Linked DNA regions of Zea mays: region 1 is linked to region 2. A link is a contact called in public Hi-C data. All regions are on one chromosome and are shown on one strand. Each heading gives the region's core, a stretch centred on a gene start, on an enhancer-like site or on the middle of the called end of the contact. The rest is flanking DNA. Distances are from core to core; before and after follow the strand shown.

Evidence for each region. A called contact is a pair of places that touch in the nucleus more often than the background predicts.
Region 1: a Hi-C map of leaf shows a contact between it and region 2, with 2.7 times the contacts expected there. The contact joins the promoter of LOC100277163 here to the promoter of LOC100191845 in region 2. A contact is called at or near these places in 7 of 25 Hi-C or Micro-C datasets (ear, endosperm, leaf and 1 more).

What each region holds. Positions count from the first base shown.
Region 1 is chr5:40,616,621-40,623,300 of Zm-B73-REFERENCE-NAM-5.0, forward strand. LOC100277163 reads left to right here and starts at 2,645. Exons shown (of 3, transcript NM_001407176.1): 1 at 2,645-3,012. The coding sequence starts at 2,748.
Region 2 is chr5:40,434,190-40,441,094 of Zm-B73-REFERENCE-NAM-5.0, forward strand. LOC100191845 reads right to left here and starts at 3,714. Exons shown (of 12, transcript NM_001137269.1): 1 at 3,390-3,714; 2 at 1,776-2,468; 3 at 1,430-1,518; 4 at 1,196-1,265; 5 at 1,044-1,127; 6 at 876-952; 7 at 699-780. The coding sequence starts at 3,702.

The DNA.
Region 1 (6,680 bases), core at 1,395-3,894, 180 kb after region 2:
GGCAAAAAGAAGAAGGTACATTCTAGAGATACCACCAAATACACTATTTTCGACGATGAGGGTAGCTCTAGTGATAATGAAGATGACTTAACTTCTCTTTTTGCGAACCTTACTAAAGATCAAAAGAAAAAGATAAATGAATTGATAGAAACCATTAACGAGAAGGATGATCTCTTGGAATGCCAAGATGACTTGCTCGTTAAGAAAAATAAGAAGTTTGTTAAACTAAGAAATGATTTTGCTCTTGAAGTAGAAAATATGAAAATTTGTATAAAGAGCTTAACATTTGCAATGATTCAATTTCTTGTCTTAGAACTGAGAATGATAATTTAATTGCTAAGATAGAAAAATTGAATGCTAGTAATGTTTCTACATCTACTATTGAGCATGTCACCATTTGCACTAGACGTAGAGATGCCAATATCGATGCTATAGATGACCACCTTGCTATGATTAACGAACAAAATGATCACATAGCTAAGTTAAATGCTAAAATTACCGAGCATGAGTTAGAAAATGAAAAATTTAAATTTGCTCGTAGCATGCTTTATAATAGGAGACGCCCTAGCATTAAGGATGACATTGGCTTCCAATATAGGAGCCAAAGCAATATCAAACTTAATGCCCCCAATAACAGACTATCTAATTTTGTTAAGGGTAAGGCTCCCATGATTCATGCTAGAGAGGGTTACATTTTATATCATGGGAACTATCCTGAGCACAAAATTAGAAAAATTCATGCTAGAAAATCTTATACTATTTCTCATCATGCTTACATGTATACTAATGAGGCTTCTAGCTCTAGGCATTCAACTCATATCAAAATGCCTAAAAAGAAAATTGCAAATGCATCACATGAACATAACATTTCATTTAAGACTTTTGATGCATCTTTTGTGATAACTAACAAATCAGGCAAGGTAGTTGCCAAATATGTTGGAGGCAAACATAAGAGTCCCAAGACTTGTGTTTGGGTACCCAAGGTGCTTGTTTCTAATGTAAAAGGACCCAAGACCGTTTGGGTATCTAAGAACAAGGTCTAAATTTGTTTTTTAGGTTTATGCATCCAGCGAGACAAGTCAGATAATCGATAGCGGGTGCACAAACCACATGACACGGGAGAAAAGAATGTTCTCCTCATATGAGAAAAATGATGATCCCCAAAGAGCGATTACATTCGGGGATGGAAATAAAGGTTTGGTTAAAGCTTTGGGTAAAATTGTTATATCCCCTGACCATTCCATTTCTAATGTTTTTCTTGTAGATTCTTTAGATTACAACTTGCTTTCAATTTCTCAATTATGTAAAATGGGCTACAACTGTCTCTTTACTGATGTTGATGTTACTGTCTTTAGAAAAAGTGATGATTAAGTAGCTTTTAAGGGAGTGTTAGATTGTCGGCTATATTTAGTTGATTTTAATGATAACAATGTTGAACTAGATACTTGCTTAATTACTAAGACTAATATGGGCTGGCTCTGGCATCGTCGACTTGCTCATGTTGGGATGAAGAATCTTCACAAGCTTATAAAGGAAGAGCATATTTTATGAATAACAAATGTTCATTTTGAGAAAGACAGAATTTGTAGCGCATGTCAAACAGGGAAGCAAGCTGGAGTTCATCATCCATACAAGAATATCATGACGACCGACAGGATAACATATAATATACTTTAGATATGACTTTGATTTTTTTACAAATATTTTGAATAAGATAGACTGGTTAAATTGGATAAAAAAGTCAAATAAATTATAAATTGGAACCGAGGGAGTGGCAAGTTATAGTTTTATATAGGTTTATCTTTTTACTATATCTCAAGCATGCAATCTCTGCATGATTAATCTCGTCATAAAAAACATCACAATTGAACAAAAAACTATAGTTGTACATTAATTACAGAAAGTCATGAATCCAAAACTATAATAAAATTGTACTAAAACATATCATATTATATGTTCACTTTTCCTGCCTACTTCTTTATTCTCTGGCTACTTAACAAGTTATCCTTTCAGTATTCAGTAAGCTTTTCCATCCTCTTCATACTGATATTTCTATTGATTGCTTACTGGCCCGTAGCTTGCTATATTGGTGGCGGTCAATCTGCTATTAGATATGACACATGCCATTCGACAGGTAAGACGGAAAGATGGTAAGCCATTGGCTGGACAAGCTGCCCATTTCTTTCATCACCTTCTTGACAAAGATCTTAAGTGCTTTACATCACATTGCATTTGGTCAATATAAAAATGATGGATACATTGGGAGCAAAATTGGAAACCCTAGCTAGTATTTCTTTTTTAAGATTAATAAGGGTAGATGTATTCATTAGAGCTTAACAAAATTAATTTTTCTATTTTACATTTTCTATGATTTACTATGATCTTTCAAAAAATCAAAAAATAAATATAAAAAAGAATACACAATTTATGAAAACAATCAAGAAAGTCATGGTTTTAGTTTTAGACTATCTCCAACAATTTATCCATATTTATGTTCATATTTAAACTATATTATATAAACAGTATAAAACGGTGTAAAATAATGTTTTGAGGGACATATGAGGTCAATATACAATAAAATGAATTTTCGGACCCCAAATCACACCCACGACAAATATCCGGCAAAACCCGACTCCGCCGAGCCGACTTTAGTGTGCTCGCTGACACAATAGACTATTTTGATTTTTGAATAGTACCAATTACCAAACCAGCCCTGACTCCCTGAGGTTTGACGGAGGTTGGGTTGGATGGGTGGCCCTTCCTCTCCCCGTCGGGAGAACGACGGCGAGGGGAGTGGCGGGAGATCTCCGGCTCCGGCGACATGGAAGGAGCGCCCGAGGTCCTTCGACGAGAAGACCAGGACGGCGTGTTGGCGTAAGGCAGCGGTGCTGTCGGGACGGCACCCGGAACGCTGGCGGCAGGACGCCGTGGGCAACGTGGTCTGCCGCCGTTTCTGGGGCTGCCACGGATGCCTCTGCTACGAGTACGACCACATCGTCCCTTTCTCCAAAGGTCTGCCCCCTTCCCCCCCAGCTCTGCTCGGTTGACAGGACAGTCCTCCAGGGTTTACTATCCAAAGGTCTGCGCCCGAGCTCTCTAGTTGCAACAGGGATGACGAAACCCTTAGCTAGACTGCTGGAGGCTCAGTTTCTTGTGCAGTAGCTAAAAAAGCGAGATGGCGAGCGTGATAGCATTTGGGCAGGAGATGCTCTAATGCCTCAACAGGAAGGAAATGACTTGACTTCCACTTTCTCTGAACCAATGCCGATAGTATCTTTATTCTTGGACCCTGTAAGACAAAGATGTTGAATAATTAGATAAAGTCCAGATTAAATTTCGAATATATATCATGACCAAATCAGAAGAACTGAAGTAAAAAGTCAAATCAGATAATGCGTACTGATCAGACATACTAGTTAACGGCGTGGGCCGGAATCAGCAGGGTCGACGAAGTCGAAGCAGCGAAATCAGCAGGGTCGACGAGGTCAGAAGATCACGAGCAGTCGCGTGAGGACGCTTCCCAAAAACCTTATTCGCCCTCTCCCGGTGCAGGATCTCGAGGGCGAAGGGTTCTGGAGACATGCTCTCCTGATCGCAGATGCACGTCTGCGGTCGGGATGAAGAGAACTGAAGGCGGCTCAGCTGTGAAGAGAGGCGAAAGCGAAAACTGGGATGATTTGGATGCTGGCTGCCAGGCGCCTTTTATAGGGCCGAGTCCGCGAACAGATTACTATCTTCGATCCTATCCGCCCGCGAAAATCTCGCGTTCAGTTTAGATTTTATAGCGATCAGTTAGGATTCTCAACTTAATAGCCAAGCAACCAAAAATTCAAACGGCAAAAGGAAGGCGCGCCCCGCAAGGCGAGGGGCCGGATTTCGGCGGACCATTCACGCGCATGTCGTGCGCCCACGCCCTTCGCCCCGCCCCGCCCAGGCGAGGCGAGGCGAGCGAGCGCGCGCGCGTGTGGCTCTCCACACTCTCTCCTCTCATCCATGACTTGGTGAGTGAGTGTGACTTCCATATTTAAGCTAGCTCCATTCCACTAGGACTAGCAATATGGTGCTATTGGTTCCACCATTCCCTAGCCATACACATATATGGGCTTTTGAGATTTTCCTGGGATTTAATTGAGTTTCTCAATTGGGCCTAGCCCATAAATCCTAACAATCCCCACCAGATCTCAAATGCCCATCTGCAGTTTTTGCCACTGTTCACTACTGTTTAATATACTAGTGTTTCAGCAGAGACTGTTAAGTTGAACTTCCGGCTAGAACTCCAAGCTACACCAACCCACAACTTGGACAATGGACTATGCCTTGAATTGCAAGTTTTGTGTGAATGGGTTTCACTTGAAGTCATGACCAGTACTTGGTTACCAGTAGTCCCCTTCTCGGTAGAGCATATACGTCGTACTCCAAGGTCTCTTCATGAGTTTACTAGAGATCAACCAGATCTCATAGACCGCGATGTTAGACAGTCTAACTCATATAGGTGTGTTCTTTCAATAATGTTCTGCAGGACAACATCTTTGCTAATATAAGCCAACAAAACACATTAAGGCACAAAGCCAACCTGCCTTACAGCATTTGAGAGTATTGCATCTTTACTTTGAGAGGGTCAAAGGTTACTCTCCTCAGTTCACCAATGGCTTGTTCTTCCCAGGACCTAATTCACGGGATCTCCGATCACATAGACTGGGTTTCCACCATGGCAACTTATACGGGTCTCATACCCATCTTTCTTGATGCGATTTCTATCACATTACGTGGTAGTCCCTTGGTAAAAAGATCTGCCAGATTTTTATCTGTTGAAATATAAGTCACACTTATAACTCCGGAGTTTCTCAACTTTCTAACAGACTTCAATCGTCTTTTGACATGTCTTGATGACTTCCCATTATCCTTAGAACTTGTCACTTTAGCAATCAATGTCTGATTGTCACAGTTCATAAGGATAGCTGGTATTGATTTCTCAACCACCGGCAAGTCCAACAAGAGTTCACGCAACCATTCTGCCTCAACGGTTGCTGTGTCAAGTGCAGTTAGCTCGGCTTCCATGGTTGACCTCGTCAAGATGGTCTGCTTGCATGACCTCCATGATACCGCACCTCCACCAATAGTAAAGACATAACCACTGGTGGCATAAAGCTCGTCTGCATCACATATCCAGTTCGAATCACTATATCCTTCAAGTACTGCATGTTGACCAGAATAGTGAATTCCATAATTCATTGTACCTTGCAAGTAACGCATAACCCGCTCAAGTGCATGCCAATGATCAGTCTCGGGGTTTAACATGAACCTACTCAATTTGCTCACAGCAAACGAGATATCAGGCCTTGTTGCACCAGCAAGATACATGACTGAACCGATGATCTGAGAGTATCTCAATTGGTCTAAACCAATTCTCTTGTTCTTTCGTAGTGTCACACTGGGATCATAAGGTGTTGAAGAAGGTTTGCAATCAGAGAAGCCAAATCGCTTCAAAACCTTTTCAACATAGTGAGATTGCGAGAGAGTAATCCCACCATCTGCCTTAATCAGCTTGATGTTTAGAATCACATCAGCTTCCCCAGATCTTTCATATCAAAACTCTTTGATAGAAAATACTTGACCTCATTGATCACATCAATGTTTGTGTCAAATATCAGTATATCATCGACATATAAGCACAATATAACTACTTTGCCCCCACCATAGCGATAATATACACACCTGTCTGCCTCATTAATGGCAAAGCCTGCAGACGTTAGAGTCGTGTCAAACTTCTCATGCCACTGCTTTGGTGCTTGCTTCAGACCATACGGAGATTTCAATAACTTGCACACCTTGCTTTCTTAACCCTTTACTACAAATTCATCAGGTTGTTCCATATAGATTTCCTCGTCCAGCTCTACATTAAGAAAAGCTGTCTTTACATCCATCTGATGAACAAGGAGACCATACGAGGCAGCCAAGGAAAGTAGTACTCGAATAGTAGTCATTCTAGCAACATGTGAGTAAGTATCAAAGAAGTCTTCTCCTTCTTTTGAGTATAGCCTTTAGCCACAAGCCTAGCCTTGTACTTCTCAATTGTACCATCAGGCTTGAGCTTCTTTTTAAACACCCACTTACAACCCACAGGTTTATATCCATAGGGTCGATCAGTGACTTCCCACGTACCATTTGAAAGAATGGAGTCCATCTCATTATGAACTGCTTCTTTCCAATCATCTGCATCTGGAGATGCAAATGCTTCTACAATGGTAGTAGGAGTATCGTCCACAAGGTACACAATGAAATCATCACCAAAGGATTTTTCAACCCTTTGTCTCTTGCTCCTTTTAGGAGCATCATTGTCATCCTCCTCTAGGACAATTTCATGTAGCTGTTCAAAACTCTCAATAGGTGTACTATGTTCAGGAGTTATCTCAGAAGAGTATCTAGAATTGCTATGAATGTCTTTCATTGGAAATATATGTTCAAAGGAAGTAGCATCACGTGATTCTATAATAGTATCAACATACACATCAGGAACTTCAGATTTAACTACTAAAAATTTGTATGCTATGCTACACGAAGCATATCCAAGAAAGACACAATTCACTGTCCTTGGACCAAGCTTGCACTTTTTATTAATTGGTACATTGACTTTCGCCATGCACCCCGCCCAGGCGAGGCGAGCGAGCGCGCGCGCGTGT
Region 2 (6,905 bases), core at 2,464-4,963:
GTCGCGGTCGCTGCCACGCCCGAAACCCTAATCCCTAGAGTCTGAGGGTGCTTTTATAGACGCCCGGGGCCTAAGTCAGCTTGAGATGGTTCAGCTGAACCGGATGGCAGCATTGGGTCAGGGCTTCACCTAGTTATTGGAAGACCAGGGCTCCAAATATATAAACTATATATATATACACACACACAAAGGTAGTTCTAGTTTGTGTGTGAACTGGAACTGGTGAACCTTGACTGTTGTGGCAGCCAAATCTTTTGTCCTAGGGCTGCTATTCAGCCTACTGGATGTTGTCATGCTCTTGCAAGGAAATTAAACTGCAACTGCTTGCAAGCTTCTGTGCAAGGTCAGCAGTAGATTCGACAGCAAGGAATTGACCTATTGTCAACCTTCTGTTGCAGCAAAACAAGCTATAGTAATAAAGGCTGGGTGTAACATTTTCTCAGTACTATTTAGCAGATTTAAATATCCTGTTTGATGATGGTTTAAATCTCAAAAAAAACAATTTCTAAATGCAAAATTGAAATATCCTCTAGCTGCCATCTATCAGATTTAAATGGCACATTCTATCATATTTGATATCCTCTTCGTTTAACAAGCTTTTCATTCCAAAATGCAACTTGTTAATATAGCTGACACTAAGGTTATATTTTTAAATATTTCAGAGTTAGAATGTGGGAAAATAGAACAAAAGACATTACGTTCACAATTGCTGTAGCCATCGCCTTTAAATTGTACGCCATTGAAAGTGGGGCATTCACACACTCTACCACGGAAGGTGTCCTGAGTAAGAATGTTTGGATGACATTGATGTGAAAAAATAGAAAAAATATTCGCACATACACATCAATGAATATATTGTACCTATCTACACATACCCTACAGGCTGTTACATTAGCAGATTTGTCTTGCCAGCAGCCCCCGTTGTCATTCAGACACTCATTTGTCTCTATATCTGTTTTCAAACAGCTCAACAATTTGTAGCCTCCATATAATAAATTACTGATTACTGAATATTAGGTGTTAAATAGTTTATATGTGCTTACCATCACTCAGGCAAACATTTGGTTCTGTAGTTTCCTCAAAACCAGCACAAATAGCTTTGAGGACAGCTTTCCTCTCAAGCTTCCCTGTATTCCTTTTGCAGGTTAAAGTCATATAGAGTGGATGTAAGTTTGTGTACCTGCAGAATATTTACCTCGATATTGCCGGTTGTTCACAACAAGTGTAGGCAATATAGTAACATCTCCTCTTGAACCTTTCCCAATCTATACAATATAACAGCACAAATTAACTCATAGATAATGAAGGACGGTAAAAGGTCAATGAAATAGTCTGCAGTGACTGTTATATTTTAAAAAATAAATCTGTGTGCTTTATTTTACTAATAAAAGCTCCACGACAAACTACATAATATGCTAGGTCACTTCACCTGAGCATCTTGTTCCATTTTAAGTAACGGGTGGTCAGAATCAGCATTTGGGTCTCCCATGCATTTATCGACCTTCTTCACATCCAGACCTATTTCAAGTGTAAAAACATTACAGCTGTTACATGTATACTGAAGTGATCAACCATTATATCTGCAAGTTGCATGTCTGATTATATATCATGCTATGAACTGTGAACATCTGAACACTAATTCAAGTGAGAGTAAACATAGATTACTCAGATTAGCAAGTGGGTGCCAAGCATGTTAAAAACTTACAAACATGTTTTTACAAAATATATATACAATGTGGATTCTTAAGTAAGCGAGGAAAGAAAACGGAGCAAACCTAGTGATTTGATGACAGTTTCTGCACATTTTTTATTGTACTTCTTCTCCTTCATTGGACACCTTATGTGAAAATCAGTCACATAATCCCACCAGACCCATGGTTTCTTATTTTCGTTTGCAACTTTAAACACACATAACTGTCTGAGGTTCTCTACCACCACATCCTTTCCTTCGTAGCCTGTGCTAAAATCTTGCTCTGGATCAGGTGCACAGTACCTTCCATGGTTTATGCATTGAGACTTGCATTGTTTACTGATCACAAATGCTTGAGGACAGTACCAAGTAATGTAATGGGGCGTGAATTGGCTATAGCCACCTTTCTCAAGTAGTTGGGCAGCTCCTTTAAATTCCTTAAGAAAATTCATCAGCATATCACATTTAGGCCCGCATTCATCATTGCTGTTTGTCCATAACTCATACTCAACACGGTCATCTGGATGTGGAACAGCCTCCCTCCAATCAAGATTAACATTAACCATTTCCCCATCTTTAACAGCCTTCTTCAACTGGTCACCAAATTTTTCATCTATTAATGCAGAAGGAATGGTTATGTTTTGTATATACTTTGAAGCCTCGTCATCTTCACGAGGTAAATCCATTGTTATCAATGGTTCATCCTTGTCATCAACTACAAGTACTGCAGAGGCACCAGCATTTTGTGCATTCCAAACCTTCTTCGCAAATAAGCACTCTGGAAAACACATATGAAGGAGGAAAACTAGATTACCATGAAGCTTGAAGAAAAAAAAACAGTGATGGGCAGACCCATTGCCAAAGGCTCCCACATGAGTGAGGTCTAGAGAAGGGATAAACCGAGGTAAGCCTCCCCCCGCAAATGCGGACAGGCTGCTTCAAACCCGCGACCTGGTAACTTAGTGACACAGCTCTCACCACTGCACTCAACAGTGACTCAGTGAGACAGCTCTCACCGCAAACAGTGATGATGAAGGTTAAAAGGAAATAAAGGGTATATTTCAGAAGTTACTAGGGATGGTAAAAAAACAGCTAATACAGCAGAAAGTCATATGAGATCAGAGTCAGATTTTTGGCATTCCAGGGAATCAATAATTTCCTAGTTACATATTTTTGTCAAGTGACTCAATGACAGCTAAGATCAGATGGCAATGTCAAAATATCAATGCAGCATTAGAAGACAAATCACCAAAATGGTCTGCAGCACTCTTCACTCGTGCTTACTGATTAGTACTACAACAAAATCTCTGTAATCACCATTCTGCAAGTCTATTCGGTAGCAGCATAAGCCTCTCTACAAACATTCCCAATTATCTGAAACCACCAATTTTATGCCTACAGGAGACTATATTCAGCATCCAATGCATGGATCCACCAATTTATTATCTTAATAATGGAATAAAGATAATAAAAAACATATTTTGGTGTTGCTATTTATAGTGGTGTCAACTTCCTCGCCAGAGAGACTTAGAAAATGCTACACTAGCACCACCTAGTTGTAGTATGCTACAGCCGACAAAACCAGCCAGTAATAATTAATCAATTAGTTTGCAGCTAAGTCTCCAATCACAACTACAAAGCAAAGGGCATGGCACAAATCAGCCGCGCAAAGACAGATCGAGACATCGGGAGCACTTACCACCGCGGTCGATGAGGAGGAACGTGGGCATCGCGCCAGGCTTGGCACGGAAGGGGTGCCTGCCGTCGAAATCGTCGCAAGCCTTGGCGTTGTCCTTAGGGTAGACGACGGCGCCCGCCATGCTCCCGCCGTACTGTGGGATTCCGAAGTTCCCTATAGCGCTGTCGTGTCGTCCCCGCAACGAAGTCGGCGACGTCACCATCAGGCTGTTCTTCTCCACAACGAAGCGCGCCTCCGCCGCCGCCGCCGCGAGCAGCAGAAGCAGCAGCAGCCGAAACGCTTGCGCTCCCATCGCGTGCGAGCTCCGGCGCATCGGAAGCGAGGCCCAACGGAATAAATGCCGATGCAGTTTTTATTTCTTTTTGTTTTATTTTATATTGCCCCACTGATATCTGCCTCTCTCGCGTCGCACTCTCGCACCTCGTGGCTCGCGTGGAGCAGAGTGGAGTGAATGCTGGCCATGGTCAGTTGGTCACCGTGGACTAGGTCTTCCAATCCCTGCTAAAGTTTAGCCCGGCTCACATCAAGCGTTTGACTTTTAAATAAGAGTATGAAATATAGACCCAGCCAACTGGACTAGATTCGTCTCGTCTTTTAATCTTCGGCTGACAAATTAGTTTTATAATCCGACTATATTTAATACCCAGAACGGAGGTTCAAACATTCGATGGGATAGGAGCTAAAGTTTAGTTTGGGGTAACCAAACACCCGCTCTCAGAGACATGTGTAGCCTCCCATAGCCTACGGTAGTCTTTTTGCCATTGAAAAGTGGTTGAATACAGGATTTCTTGCTCTTTTATCTCTTCTCATATTTTAAAATTTACTCTATAAATAGTATCAAACAGTATTATATAAAGTGTCGTGTAACCTATTTTACATAATGTCTTGGAACTTAATATTCTACCTGAAAGTCGACTAGAGGAAGGTGAATAGACGAAACCTAAAAATTATAACTTTAAACTCGAACTTAATCCTTCGATTAGCGGTTAGAACAAGATAAACTTGGAATATTTCTTTCTACGTCTAGAATAGGGCAACAATAGGATAATTAATGTAAAACATGACATGAGGTACTTAAAATTTTTAAAGCGTGTAGATTGCCACAATATAGAAATGATGAATATGCAATCTACCATATGAGAGGAACTTTCTCCAAAGAATGGTGACATAATTTAACAATATTCTTAAGTACTTCTTTTTTTCTATATGACTACACAAGACACAAGAGAAATGATAATTGAAGATACTTGCACTTAAAGACATAAGTGTTACCATCATTCGATTTTCCTCCATGTTGTAGGCTTTGATTTTCCACGCAAGATAATCCTTTATCCCCTACAACATCAATATCTTACTCGAGATGATATGAGTTTTAGATATAATAATTCAAAATAACTTTAGGTCAATCTTAGAGATATAAAACATTGTAGGATTGATAGCTTGAGTTAATAAGAATTGAATTAACCCGCTCAAGCACCTCCAGAGCTTCATATCATCTCCTTTCCCCTACAAAGTTTGTCAAGCATATTTTAGTCCCCATCTCTTGATGGGTCCATCAAGGTTAGTCAACAAAGATCTAGAAACCCAAATATCCTTTGTGCTAACACTTGTTAAACTCATTACCTTTCTAGCACAAGTTGCGATTTTGGATTGCCTAGTTACATATGAATCAATTGACAAGCTAGGAGCAAAATAGTTACCAATGGGACAATCCTTGCATAGATGTCCCTTTCTTCGGCATATGTAGCAAAGGCGAGCTTCATGTTTTGAAGATTTTTTCTCTCCTTGTCCCTTGTTTGCTGCATGGTTAGTAAATATTTTCTTTTCTAAAACTATGCCTTTTTGTTTTACATAAGGACATGACTTAACCATATGTTTATTCTCAGAGCATATAAAACAATTTTTATCATCCTTGTTAATAAACAACCTATTTTCTTTAATATAGGGACATGACCTAATCAAGTGCCCCTTTTCAAAGCATTCACTACACTTCTTATTTTTCTTAGTGTAAAATGTGGCTTAATCATTACTTTGGATGTTACCTTGTATGGAGGCATGGTTGAGGCTTTTAGTAGAGGTGTTGATTTTCTTTTTTTTTTGTTCCCTCCTCTTGACATTCCTCAAGTCCTTGACTTTTTCTTTGAGGGATCTTGTGCATGCCACAGTTGTTCCCGTCTCAAGCTTCTTCACTATGTCATCACGGTTATCTTGAGAAGGTTGAGCTGAAAGTCGCCTAGAGGGGGGTGAATAGGCAAATCTGAAATTTATAAACTTTAAGCACAATCTACAAGCCGGGTTAATGTTAGAATTAAAACCGAGTCCGAAAGAGAGGGCGAAAACAAATCACAAGCAAATAAAGTGGATGACATGGTGATTTGTTTTACCGAGGTTCGGTTCTTGCAAACCTACTCCCCGTTGAGGTGGTCACAAAGACCGGGTCTCTTTCAATCCTTTCCCTCTCTCAAACGGTCACCTAGACCGAGTGAGCTTTTCTCCTCAATCAATTAGGTCACTTAGACCCCACAAGGACCACCACAACTTGGTGTCTCTTGCTTTGATTACAAAGGTGTTGAGAACAAGAATGGGGAAGAAGAAAAGTGATCCAAGCGACAAGAACTCAAATGAACACAAATATCTCTCTCTCACTAGTCACTAAATATTTGGAGTGATTGTGGACTTGGGAGAGGATTTGATCTCTTGTTTGTGTCTTGGAGTGAAGTCTAGAGCTCTTGTATTGAATGCAATGGCTGAAAACTTGGATGCCTTAAAGTGTAGTGGTTGGGGGTATTTATAGCCCCACCCACCAAAATGGCCGTTGGGGAGGCTGTGTGTCGATGGGCGCACCGGACAGTCCGGTGCGCCACCGGATACTGTCCCGTGCGCCAGCCACGTCACCCAACCGTTAGGGTTTGACCATTGGAGCTCTGACAGCTGAGACCACCGGACAGTTCGGTGGTGCACCGGACAGTCACTGTTCACTGTCCGGTGTAGAGATGGCAATGGGTACCCGAAACCCGAAACCCGATGGGTTTTTACCCTATTAGGGTACGGGTTTGGGTCAATTTTCACACCCATGGGTTTGTTAATGGGCATAAATCTATACCCAACGGGTTTATGGGTATGGGTTTGTTCCTATAGTACCCAAACCCGTGAACCCGTGGGTTTTTTAAACCCGACCAAACCTAGTGCATACTGTCATTTTATTTTATAAACGAACAACAAACTTGTTATTCCTTATTTACTTCATAATTTTTATCAATTGGTGAATGTATCAGTAGTCGGTGAGAGTGTTGCTTGCTTGTTATTATAGTTTTTACTAGCGTTATATATGTGGTGGATGGATAACTTAGTGCAAGGTCACTTAATTATACAACTTATTATTTGTATTTTATTCTCTCTACTAATAATTTTTATACCAAATCATGAACTCGTTGTTCATTACAAAGATTTTGGATCATGATCTCATTAATCATTATGATACTTATCGATTATGAGAAGAACAAGTATATTGGAGAT